Regions from separate parts of the Mus musculus genome. Here region 1 is linked to region 2. The links are chromatin contacts, called in public promoter capture Hi-C maps. All regions are on one chromosome and are shown on one strand. The core of a region is the stretch at or near the end of the contact, and the rest is flanking DNA. Distances in the headings are between cores, read along the strand shown. Region 1 holds the start of Supt6 (SPT6, histone chaperone and transcription elongation factor). Region 2 holds the start of Crk (v-crk avian sarcoma virus CT10 oncogene homolog).

Region 1 (3,245 bases), core at 298-2,797, 2.6 Mb before region 2:
AAAAAAGAATGTAGTAAGCCTGAGTAGGTGTTTACTGAATGAGGTGGTTAGGAATGTAAAGACTACATACTCCCTGGACTAAACTGGTAAGACAGGTTCTGAGAGTTGTGAACAGACTAACCATCTTAGAAGGTCACTTCCTTTCTAGCAAATAGCATCATCAATCATTCAAATTATATCACAAGTACACCTCCTGTCGAACTTCATGACTTTATTTCCTCCAGTGTGGGGGCAGAAGCTTTCCGTATGCTCGGCAAATACTCTAACACTGAAGTAATTACCAGCCTTTGAACTTCTGTTGTTTTGAGACAGCCCCCACTATATAGGCTAGGCTGATCTTGAAGTTACAATCCTGCTTCAACCTTTTGAGTGCTACAATTACAGACCTAGGCCACCACGCCTGCCCATTAGTCTTGTTTTATTGTTTGATTCACTACTGTATTTCCTGTATCTAGAACAATACGAGACACACTAAAAGTGCTCTTTAAATCTAGGCCAAATGAATGAGCCCACGAATAAGTGAGTATTTTAATTGCACATGATAAAAAACAGACTTTCCTCTGCAATGTCTGTCAATGCTTAAATTCTTTACAAGAAAGTTATTGCTAAGTTAGAGTGTCAAAAAATATGAGCTAAAAATAGGTGACATTTAAAATCTGAGATTCAGCTTATGTTGTCTTGCTCTAAATGCTCCTCTCTCCAGCACAAAATAGTGGCAGCCCATGGAATCTGAAAGATTTTGAACCTGCACAGATTTGGATTAAACCCTGTCTCCATCATTCACTAGCTGGCTTTGAGCAATATCTCTAGGTCTATTTACTCACCTAAGAAAATAACTTTAGTATCTGTCCTCAATACAATGTTAAAAACCGGAAAGTATATATGTAACACGTTTGGCCCACAGCTCATCAAACAGAAACTAACATTAGGACTAAGTTTCCTTGGCAACTCGTCGTCCTCTTCAAGAAATAGGGCACGGCTAACTTTCCCAGACCACGCCCTCAGACTCCGAGGCCCCGCCCCTTCTAGGCTCACCCGGCCTAGGCAGCCCACCCAGAGCGGTGAGTCCCCCTCTGTACCTGACCCATAGCGCACGTCGTGAGAATGCAGTCGGACATTGTGGCGTGTATTGAGTAGCTTCACCACGGAGCCGCAAGTAACGACAGCCATGTTGGACGCTCCCACAGCGCTCCACAAACCACCCAACAACAGAAGCGACAAGACAGCCATCCTAGATCCGAGAGAACTAATCATCCAAGAAAATTAGGCCCGTCCCCGGAACCGGAAGCCGAGGGTAGAACTACGCCAAGATGGAAGAGAAGACTCCTTAACCTGAATCTTTATGGTTCCTTTGGCGAGAGCGGCTTAAAGAACACGCTGGCCCGGGAGGCCTTCGGGACCTCACTTTGTACTGGGTGCTCTGTGGCGGCTGCGTTCCTTAGGCGTTCGCGGACTCGGAACCAAAGCCCTAGACGCCGGAGGGGAAAAGACAGCAGGAAATGACCCTCCCACTCCCAGTGACAGAGAGCCGGAGGTGACGTACTACGTTAACGCAGCAGCGGCGACGGTGGTGGTGGTGGTGGCGGCGGCTGCGGAGGGCCCTTGCGGTGGGTCCGGACTATCCTTTTGCAGTCTCTGATCGGCGACTCCATTTTCTTCGGTGGGAGCTTAGCGTAGCGGAGAAGCAGCGGCCTTCAAGCAGGTAACGCTCAGCCTGGAGAGTGTGTTGCGTGTGTGGGTGCGCAGGTGGCGAGCCAGACTCCTGGGGCCTGGTCCCGTAAGGGAAGAAGCTTTGGGGTGCCCCACTGCGGGAAGGAAGGGGGCCCTGGCTTTCCCTGATCTGCCAGGGGGGAAAAGGACAGGAAAGTACCGTGATTGCTCAGAGTCTCCAGCCCTTTCTCCACGCGGTACCACCCGGAACCTGTGACCTGGGGTTACCTCTTGAATCAACAGGCTTTCTGGGATCCCATCTTCTCCGCGGCGTCTGGAATCTGGGCCACGCAAAAAATTGGGACTAGAAGAGAGACCTAAGGGTTTCTTTACTTGGCATCAGGTGATCGGATTAATTAGTCCGGCGTTTGGGTCCTGCTGAGCTTTCGAGAGTTCAGCCATGAGGCGGGTGTACTGTGCTGAATGTTAGCTCTTTACAAAATGTTGAGTAATTATACGGTTTTTTTTCCACATATGGGCAAGTCCCTTAATCCTTTCTAAAGATGCGAGTTTATACTTAAGTACCTGGAGCCTTCCATCTTGTATAATTCATTTCCTCGAACACTTGCCAAAGACCTATCATAAATATTAGAATTGGTTGTTAAATCAGAAATGTGTATTGTTTGACATCAGGTACTCGAGTATCTTAAGTAAAGCAGTTCCTCTGTATTACAGAAAGAATCGATTTCTGTTTTCCTTTAGGAGGCGGGTCTCCTGTAATAATTACATGAAAAGACACGGTAATACAAAGGTCATAGGGTAATTTGTTTTTCATCCCGCCCCACTCCATTCCCGCTGCTCCCCTTCTTCAGAATCCTCCATTACTTATTACTTTCATTAATTTGTGTGTGTGTGTGTGTGTGTGTGTGTATGCCTCAATTAGTTAATTTATGGTGGTTTACAAGTACATGGGTGAAGAAGTATTCAGAGAAGCCTGGGCTACAACCCTAAAGAAAATGTTCCCCTCCCCCAGCAACCATGAATTACTATCGATCCTTAGGGTTGGTGGGATCTCATGATGAGCCCCTCCCCCCTAGCAACCGTTAACTGCCCATAAACCTGTAGGAAGGGAGGAGCCTGGTCCCCCTCCCCAGCATTGAAGTATGCTACAATGTGTGGAAGTCGTTGAATTTAATTAATTTTGGGGAGAAAAAGTTTAGTTCTATTGTTGAACACTCACAGTTTGTGAGTCTTCAGTGTTTTAGTTACAAAACAATTATAGCAACAATGGAGAAGCTGAGCCAGGAGGATCATGGAATTTACGTTTTGGTTGCATTTGTAGACCCTGTCTCAAAAACAGCTCTCCCTTCAACCACGAGTTTAGAGCCCCTCTCCATGCCTAGTGTCCCACCACTACAGGCTTATTTTATTTGGTTGGCTTGTGTGACTATTAGATTAGACTAGATTAGATTGGTAAAGTATTTTTTGTTGTTTTTATTTTTTTCAAGACAGGGTTTCTCTGTATAGCCCTGGCTGTCCTGAAACTGACTCTGTAGACCAGGCTGGCCTCGAACTCAGAAATCCGCCTGCCTCTG
Region 2 (3,533 bases), core at 930-3,429:
CCCAGGATGGCCTGGAACTTTTAAAAATCTTCTTGCACCAGCCTCCTAGGTGCCAAGATTAGAAGCATGAACTATGAAATCTGGATGAGAATTGAATTTCATCTTACTATTTCATCTTACTATTGCACTTAGCACAAAACAATAGATTATTTTACAGATAGCACAAATATAGAATTTACTTTGTTTAGGGCAATTGTGTTGCATTAATATTCCTATCTGATTTTATATTATCAAACCAACAAGGGGCTGGAGATGGTTAAGAGCACTGACTGCTCTTCCAGAGGTCCTGAGTTCAAATCCCAGCAACCACATGGTGGCTTCCAACCATCTGTAATGAGATCTGATACCCTCTTCTGGTGTGTCTGAAGACAGCTACAGTGTACTTACATATAATAAATAAATCTTAAAAAAAAAAAAAACAACAAGACGTAGAAAGGTCTATATCTGTTAACTAAAAAGACTTCAATACTCAAATTTTCCCCTTAACTTGTGTGCTAACACAAAGAACCGTCGAATCCCACTTTGTGGCCAAAGGGAGTAAATCTAAATTAGAGCTATCCCAAAAATGCAAGTCTGCTACAAGGCTAACCAGTGAGTCTCCATTCATGAGACTAGCTCAGCTCTAGAAGGAAAAAGCTTACACTTCAAACATCCAGAAAGCAAGAAGCTTGGTGCTGTTATACACAGAGACAACAGAAATCTCAGAATCACTGTTCATCTCATAAACGTCAAGGGCTAAGTGCATGAATTCCCTTAACATTGCCAAGACAACTGCAATAAGACAGCTAAGACAGTTAAAACTCAATGGTCCTTGACGAGGAAACAGTGGGATAATTATTCTTGGTGTTTATCTGCTAGCCAGGTCTGTTCTCATATCCTGGAAGATTTTGACCACAACACCAACTTAGAGAGCAAGAAAAGACCCAGAAGTACGTGTCTGACACTTTTTAAGTAAATCCAGGGAGAATGAAGTGCCATTCACTTCCAAGGTTGTTCTCACTGGCTTATGCCTGTTTGTTTGTTTGTTTGTTTGTTTTCTAAAGGAAAAAAATCTTCCTCCACTAATCACTTTGAAACTAGAAACTCTAGTTGCAGCGGGCAGTTTTTTTGGACACTTAAAACCTCTTGGACACAATTTGCCTGCTAGGCTTCAATTACGCGGGGCTGGTCACAGAAGGATTTTTTTTCTATCACCAAGTCACTTAGTTCACCACCTTCCACAAGGGAAGAGCACGGTAAAGATATTTTGGAAAAATGCCCAAGAAAGGAAAAAGCTGACCGGCTTCCTGAGGGTGTCTCCATCCCTCCCAGCCAGCCAGTCAGTACGTGGTGACTTCCTACCGAAGGCCACCAGGGGAGTATGGCCAAACCCGGCTCTAACACTGCAGGAAACGTTTCAAGCCTAAAAGCCACTTGTAGGATTAGCAGAGCCATTCTGAGTACCACTGCCAAATGATGTCCCCGTAACATCCCCATTAACTCATTGTCCCCAAGTTGCCTAGCCCTGCCCTGCCCTTGGGCCTGACCCTGGCGCCCAGCCCCACCCCGGGGCCGCAGCAGTTCCCCTTCCCCGGCTCCCAAGGCACACCCAGAGGCCTCGGTGAGCAGCTCCTCCTCCCCCACAATCCCGCTCATCGGTGGGAACCAGCTTGCTCAGAAGACAGCTCCCCCGCCAGGTTCACTCTAGCCCTCTCTGCCCACGTCCCTCCTGCAGCAGACCAGGGTTCTACGGCCCTCACCCCCGCCCGGGCCTCCCACCCGCCTGTCCCTCACCCGGCGGAGGCTGAGCGGGCGACGGAGGCACTGGAGGGCGCGGGCCGCTGCTGTTGATGATGTAGTGGGAGACGCGCGAGTTTTCGGAGACGCTAAGCACATAGTCCCCGGGGCTGGTGCTCGAGTCCCGCACCAGGAACACCCCGTGCCGCTGGCCCTGCAATAGCGCCACCGCCTCCTGCCGGCTCAGGCGGCCCCAGTACCAGCTACTCCGCTCCTCCGAGTCGAAGTTGCCCGCCATGGCCGCCTCCGCGCTTTCACGCTGGGCCGCCGCCGGCACGCGCGCCCCTCCAGCCCTGGCGCCCGCCGCCCAGCGGACCGGCTCCGGTGTCAGCCTCCCAGCAGCGCCCGAAATGGCGGCGGCGGCCGCGGGCCTTCCCCACCGGAAATGACGCGCCCTCTACCCGAGGGAGGCTGCCGGGAAGGGGACCGACGCCCGCCATTGGGAGAAGGGAAACGGAGTCCTTGGGGCCCTCAGTGCGCATGCGGCGTCCTGGGCGTCGCCGCCAGGCCCAGACCCCAACCGCGGAGGATGGGGAGGCGGAGTCTAGGTCTAAGGGGCGGAGCCTCAACCTACAAATTGACTGATCCGTGTTTGACAGATTGGTAGCGGCCGGTCTTTTCTCCCAGAACCTACAAGTAGCAACACCAAGAAAAGGACTGAAGTTAAAAAAGATGATGTGGTCCGAGGATGATAGTCGCCCTCAAAGCTCCCTGACTTGCTGGTCTTTTCCCCGTGTTTCCTTCGGTTTCCCCCGAGGTCAGCTGAAGTTCTTGTTATCTATGAGCAGCCACAGATACCGCATTTGCCGCGCAGGTGCAGTGCTGACCCAGACTGGCTTTAAGTCACTGAATTCACACACCTATGGGAGGGACCAGGAAACAACATCTGCTATGGGGGCGGGGGGGGGGCAGAAACACAAGGAAATCAACTAAGTAGTCCTGGAGAGACCCAAGGGCTGGGTAAAGTGACTCATGACAGTTATCCCAACCTCTCAGGAGTTGAGACAGGAGGATCCCTGTGAGTCTGAGGCCCTGTATTATAAAACCAAAACAAATAAGAGGAAGGGGTCCACAGATAAGATGACCTAGGGTGAATGGTAGGATGTTAAATGAAGTGGGGAAGGGTACTCAAGGCAAAGAAAACAAAATGCCCAGCCAGGCCAAAAAAAAAAAAAAAAAAAAATGGAGTTCTCTCTATTGGGGCTCCCATATCCACCAGCCAGATTTTTTTTTAAACTCTCAGTTGTAGCCAGGTGTATCTCCTACTTTTACTTCCTTCATGATCATCTTCATCTATCTCAAAAAATTAATAAAAAAATGGGGGAGGGAAGGGTTTCTCTGTATAGCTCTTGCTATCCTGGAATTCACTTTATAGACCAGGCTGACCTCGAACCCAAAGATCCACCTGCCTCTGCCTCCCAGTGCTGGGATTAAAGGTGTGTGCCACCATTGCATAGCTGTTACTACTGTGTTTTGTATATAGTGAGACCCGGTCTCACTACAAAACCAAAGTTATCCTTAGCCTAGTCAATAGCTCCGGCCTTCCAGAGCTCCCACCCATAGTCTGGGCCAGCCCTGGGAGAGACAGCAGGGAAAAGGGCCCCTTCCTTGTTACCAGTGACTCATCTTGATCTAGCTTAGTCACCAGGAACTAGCAGCAGAAGCCATCCAGTGTAAATTCTGGCCCTTTGGGGCAAATGACTATCCTCTCTCCCTTTTCAGGACAGCTGAGCTTCAAGGCAAGACCTTACAAGAGA

Evidence for each region. Promoter capture Hi-C pulls out the DNA fragments that hold promoters and counts their contacts.
Region 1: a promoter capture Hi-C map of pre-B cells shows a contact between it and region 2, with 2.9 times the contacts expected there. The contact joins the promoter of Supt6 here to the promoter of Crk in region 2. A contact is called at or near these places in 1 of 39 promoter capture datasets (pre-B cells) and 1 of 115 datasets of contacts at active chromatin or transcription factors (embryonic stem cells).

What each region holds. Positions count from the first base shown.
Region 1 is chr11:78,244,005-78,247,249 of GRCm38.p6, reverse strand. Supt6 (SPT6, histone chaperone and transcription elongation factor) reads left to right here and starts at 1,547. Exons shown (of 37, transcript NM_009297.2): 1 at 1,547-1,702. Sdf2 (stromal cell derived factor 2) reads right to left here and starts at 1,504. Exons shown (of 3, transcript NM_009143.3): 1 at 1,080-1,504. The coding sequence starts at 1,254.
Region 2 is chr11:75,677,905-75,681,437 of GRCm38.p6, reverse strand. It overlaps Crk (v-crk avian sarcoma virus CT10 oncogene homolog), which reads right to left and starts at 2,179. Exons shown (of 3, transcript NM_133656.5): 1 at 1,774-2,179. The coding sequence starts at 2,014.